2 separate regions of the Sus scrofa genome follow, and region 1 is linked to region 2. The links are chromatin contacts, called in public HiChIP or PLAC-seq maps. All regions are on one chromosome and are shown on one strand. The core of a region is the stretch at or near the end of the contact, and the rest is flanking DNA. Distances in the headings are between cores, read along the strand shown.

Region 1 (2,700 bases), core at 46-2,545, 66 kb after region 2:
AAGGATCCGGCGTTGCCGTGAGCTGTGGTGTAGGTCAGAGATGTGGCTTGGATCCCTCGTTTCTGTGGCTGTGGTGTAGGCCGGCAGCTACAGCTCCGATTCATCTCCTAGCCTGGGAACTTCCATGTGCTGCTGGTGCAGCCCTAAAAAGACAAAAACAAAAAGAAAAGAAGAAGTAGCGATTAGGACACACACACACACAGAAGACTGTGTAAAAAACAAAACACAAAAAAAGGAAAAACTCTCTGAGGTCCAGATAAACACAAACATTAAATTCTAAGGGGCTCGTGGTGTTTTACGAAGTCCCACAACACTGTTCTCTACTACCTGCACACACATGCCTTTTGGGGGACCCTAAGCTCACTCCCACATGACTGCTACTCCAGCAGGAAGGTGAAAACCAGCAAAGCGATTGATTTAATTCCCAAGACACTTATTTTTGAGTCAGAATAAAAACCAACTTTAGGCAGTGTCCCTGCCTCATCTGAAAGGTGTCAGAGCTACACTCTCCACCTGGGAGTACTCAGTGAGCTCATTAAAGACAAGACTCAGCGGAGTCGAAAGAGCAACGCGGGCCTACAGGCACAGGGACGATGTCAAAGTCAAGTTAGGATCACACTAGGGATCCCCTGGATGAAACCAGGGATGGATAATGCCACAGAATCTTTATTGCTACGTTCAAAAAGAAATCTTGGGTCCAGTAAACTGCACTGGCCCCCCTACGCTTATTAGCAGTTATCTTCCCCACTCAGCCTAGGACAATGACCCAAGCTTTGACTTCCCAGCCTTTTCCTAAGGGGGAAAAAAGCCACACACACACACACAGTCAAGAGTACCTAACAAAAAAACGAATGCAAAGGGCAGGGAGAGTTCATGTGTTTAATTTTAGGTCAGTTACCAGGTTTTTCTTGAGCCCTGGCCAAGGTTATTCTGGTACTGGCATGGGGGATGTATTCTGCATGGGTGTGGATTAGATTAAAAGCAAACAAACAAACAAAACTCTCACAAGAACAAGTCCCTAACCGGATACATGAGGCCATGACACAAGCACCACCCATCCATCCATCCAGGACACCTGCCAGGAGGTTCTGCTAAAGGTTTCCCACAGTTCAGAAAGGGACAGGGAGGCGGCTAAAAGAATCACTATTTCAAATCTTCTGCCCCTGCCTCCTTCAGGTGGAAGCATTAAACAATGCTTGAGAAAAGAATTCCCACTTTCAAGAAGCCCATGGGTGATAAAGACCCAGCTTAAGATCCCCTTGAAGAATAAAATACTAGGTAACAGATGAGGTGCTTAAAATATTATGTTACTCTATTTATAAGTATGTCACTCTTGGTTCATCTATTACATATGCAGCCCTTTTTCTCCCAAGGGAAAACAGAATGCCCATCAAACAGTTTAATTAAAAATATACCCTGGATCCTTGTAAAAACAGCGGCCACAAAGTGAGTCAACACGACAAGGGGGCCTGGAAGCCAAGTACTCTCTCTGTTCTTTACCCAGCAAGGTTGACAGCTAAACCACCACGAGCGATTCCTAAGGATTAAATTAGGAAAGTCAAGATCTGGGTTTTAAAATATCCAGCAAAGGCAGCTCCGGGCATACAGGCAGATTCTTCGGAGAACGGCACTCTATTCAACCCCGCGATCTCCCCATCTCTCAGGTGCTCCCCTTCTATAGTCATGTGTGTACTTTAACTACACACCGTCACTCGGGCCAGAGCGCAAGCTCCATGAAGGCAAGAGTCATGTTTGGTCCATTTCTGCACATTTGACGTATGGCATAGACTCAAATGCTCAATAAGTATCAGCTGGGTCCAAGGAAGTCCGGCCCCAAGAGACCTAGTGAAAAAGAACTGCAGTGGAAGGCAGCCTGTTCAAAAGAAACACACATTTAAAATGTTAAAAGATGAACAGCCACCCTGTGCAAGAGAGAAAATGTTCCTCTAAGTCAACCTGGGGAAGAAGGAAGTCCCGGAGCTTCCTCATGCAAGCTTCCGAAAAGATAAAAGCATGCCTGGTTTGAGTGATAATGTGTGAGAGGCTTAGACAAGAACAGGTGAAAAAAACATCTGATAAAAGCAATCAAGCATGAAGCTGCTGAGAACTCAATGAAGAGGGAACCAGGCTTGGCCAGGCTGCTTCAAACTCATGGCCACAAAGACGGCTTGAAAATAAGGAAGACTCACAAAGAACAGAGAGGACAAAGGCAGCGTCCTGAGCGGATGCTTTATGGGAGATGCTCTCTTCAATTAAGTATTCACGGAGTGCCAAGCGCTGGTGAGCCGTGGAGGTAAAGGGACATGCCTCCGTCATCACGGCTCTGGGGTTGGCCTCGGTGTGTGTTCTCATTAGCTGTTTCACCCTCTCTACTCCTAACCTGGAGAAAGGCCGGTACATCAAGTGTCTCTCGGGAACCATTTATTTTCACCTCTCAAAGAGCAGTGAGTCAGTGTCAGTTTCTTTCTGAAAAGTTCCTCTCTGAAGACTCCTGAATGAAAACTATCAGGATTCAAAAACATAACCAGGAGTTCCCATCATGGCTCAGTGGAAACAAACCTGACTAGCATCCATGAGGACTCGGGTTCAATCTCTGGCCCTGCTCAGTGAGTTAAGGATCCGGCGTTGCCATCTGCTGTGGTGTAGGTCGCAGACATGGCTGGGATCCTGAATTGCTGTGGCTGTGGTGTAGCCTGGCAG
Region 2 (2,793 bases), core at 38-2,537:
CCCGCGGTGCTGTGGCTCTGGCATAGGCTGGTGGCTTCGACCCCTAGCCTGGGAACCTCCATATGCCGTGGGTGCGGACCTAGAAAAGCCAAAAAGACAAAAAAAAAAAAAAAAAAAAAAAAACCAAAAAACCTCAACACCATTAAATGGCTATAAGACAGATGGTTCTAGCAAGGGGGCCTGTCCAGGAAGCCCCCACCCCAAGCGCACTGGGCCCTTAAAAGAGGGAGTGGGTGGAACCTACCTCCCAGTTCCTGCCAATTCCCACCCCTCCAGAAAGGCAGAGCTCAGGAGAGCGGTTTGGATGGAGGATGACAGACACCAGCTCCATCTGGAAAACCCAGACAACCCCGGTCCCACCCCCATCTAGGAGCTGGCAATCCGGGACTGAATGTGGAGAACTTGGCAACCAGCAGAGGGCCAGGTGGGGGGGGGGGGAGTCACTGCGGGTGGGGACGAGCACCAGCCTCAGGAGCCTGGAATAGCAGCCAGTGTGGGCTCCAGCCCTGCCTCACCCGGCTCAGGACCACTCAGCTCACCCTGGGTGCTGCCCAGGCCACTGGGCCTAAGCCACTGAGATGGGCACACAGGCCTCCTCTCCATCTTCAGGCCCAGGGGTCAGACAAGGAGATCTCTGGGGCCAGCTCTGCAGGAGGACTTAAATATAGAACAGGGAGACACAGTTGCCAGGCAGAAGCAGGAGGTGCTGTGAATAGAACAGTGCTCTTTGCAGTGACAAAGCCAAAGGCAAGCCTGCTATGCATGTGCCAGGGGCTTCTGGGCAGATTCTCTGCCCCTCACGGTGACCTCTGAGCTGCGTGACTTTGTTCCCACTTCACACATGGGGCAGCTGAAGTTTAGATGCAGTTGTTTCCCCAACATCCTCTGCAGAGGAGTCTGTGCAGGTAGTTTAGAGCCGAGGTTCTTGCCACCATGGCGACTGCGGGTCTTGGGGGGTCTCCACCCTGCAAGCTCAGATCCACAAACTCGAGTGTTTCTCGGAAATGTTGGGTGCGCTGGTGCTTCGCCCACATCTGCCCACCAGCCTGCAATGCCCTTGCAGAGAGCAGGTGTTTCAGGCAACAGAACAGAAGACGGCAGAGGCAGGGCCTGGTGGGGTTGGCGCCCACAGAGGCAGCGGCGCAGGCATCTCCCTCCAGAGCTTTCCTTCGCAGCCTCTGTGGGAGGCTCTGGAATGCCGCTCCGGGAGCCTGTCTGGCACAGAGACAGAGGCCAGGCATGCATGGCTACCAGCTGCCCTGGGCTTCCTGCCCCGCCCAAGGAGTGCCAACTTTTGTGAGCCCCGAGTGGCTGGTCCTAGTTCAAGGGCTCTGAGCTGGCTCAGCCCCAAACTAGGGCCTCTTTCTGGGCCTCAGTGAAGCATGCCCATGAGTCAGCACTGAGCCACAGACACGGCAGGGTGTGGGATGGGGAGCCAGGGGTGAGGTGGTGGGGTCCAGGCCAATGCCTGAAGAACCCACATCACTGCGGCCTCCAGGGGCCGTAAGATCTTTACCCCTGCAGATCTTTCCACGACAGCTCTGTCAAAGCCACTCCACAGGTGACGGGAGACAGAGTGAGTCCACGAGGCTTGCAGGGTTCACACACCTGCAGGACTCTGGCCTGACCTGCCACATTCTCTCACCCAGGCACGGCTGCCGAGAGCCATGCCACATACCTGTAACCCCGAGTACCAGCCTGAAGCAAGGCTAAAGAGCTAGGCCTTCACTGCCCATGTCTTGACTGTGTAGAAATACTTGATTAAAATGAAGTCACACAGTGCATCTTTTATTAGACATTATTTTAATACCATATCAAAACACCTTGACTAATGAAGTAAGCTTTTCCCCCCGGCTTTGAACATGTTTTTAAACATTTTATAAGGGTTTTTTTTTTTTTTTTGTATTTTAATATACAAATACAGAAACCTATCTTGCAGGGGCTGATGCCATGTGTGAACACCAATGGCTAAAATGTTCTCAAACAGAACGCCTGAACACGGGGTGGCTGTACAGATCCGTTAAATAAGTCTTTTGTGTGTCTAAGTTTTTTTTGGGGAAAAAAAAAACTCCACAAGGGTCTAAGAAAAATGTTCAGGCATTTTTGCAGGACACTTGTGATTGTTAAATCCTTGCAACGGACCAGAACCAGGAGGAAGCGGGAAGGAAGAGAAACGGAGAGGAGGAGGAGGAGAGGTCCCTTGGGGGGCTGGTTTTTGGCAATGAAGTCAAGATACCAGGGTCCCGAGGGGAGAAAGTGCGAGACCAGGGCAGAAAAAATGGGGAAGAAACCAACCAAACAAGAAACCAAGGCCGAGCGGTTGGCGAGGGCGAGGCCGCCGGGCGCCGTGAGCAAGGCCGCGCCTGGCGAGAACCCACTCTGTCGTCTCTGCCCCCAAGCGAGCGGGTTCTGAGCGGGTTCTGGCGGGGCCGCAGACAGCGATCTGTAAACATCACGAGGGAAAACACCAGTCGACACTAGACTTTTTGTTTCTGTTTTTTGTTTTTTTGTTTTTATAGTTTTTTTTGTAAACACTTTAGAGACAGACCCACAACGCCTTTCGAAAGTGAAAAAGAAAATGCCCTTTCCCTCCTGGGATGAGGATGAGGGAAGGAGAGCGGGTGGTTCTTCCTTCTGGCAAACGCGCGCTCATCCAGTCTGGTGTCCTCGGGGAGAAAGGGAGAACCATCTCTGGAAGTCAGTGCAGGAGGGGCGCCCTGTTCCCACGGGTGTCCCCAGCTCAGCTCTGCCCCAGGGTCCGAAGCCTCCTCTCAGGAACGGGGGCGGGGGGGG

The links. HiChIP or PLAC-seq counts read pairs in DNA pulled down with a chosen protein or histone mark.
Region 1: an H3K27ac HiChIP or PLAC-seq map of skeletal muscle shows a contact between it and region 2. The contact joins two enhancer-like sites. A contact is called at or near these places in 3 of 47 Hi-C or Micro-C datasets (embryonic fibroblasts, liver and skeletal muscle) and 2 of 2 datasets of contacts at active chromatin or transcription factors (alveolar macrophages and skeletal muscle).

The regions. Positions count from the first base shown.
Region 1 is chr6:12,619,511-12,622,210 of Sscrofa11.1, forward strand. All of the region lies in intron 1 of ZNRF1 (a long non-coding RNA gene), which reads right to left. It also overlaps the pseudogene LOC100736686. Among named protein-coding and RNA genes, the nearest start is that of ZNRF1, 48 kb to the right of the region's middle. Within about 2 kb of position 1,296, at least 6 of the 83 cell types and tissues checked have an H3K27ac peak or open chromatin away from gene starts, as enhancers often do. A contact at or near this core is called in skeletal muscle, where this site is marked.
Region 2 is chr6:12,553,869-12,556,661 of Sscrofa11.1, forward strand. It overlaps ZNRF1 (a long non-coding RNA gene), which reads right to left. Exons shown (of 5, transcript XR_002344499.1): 5 at 1,787-2,443. Among named protein-coding and RNA genes, the nearest start is that of ZFP1, 5.8 kb to the left of the region's middle. Within about 2 kb of position 1,288, at least 31 of the 83 cell types and tissues checked have an H3K27ac peak or open chromatin away from gene starts, as enhancers often do. A contact at or near this core is called in skeletal muscle, where this site is marked.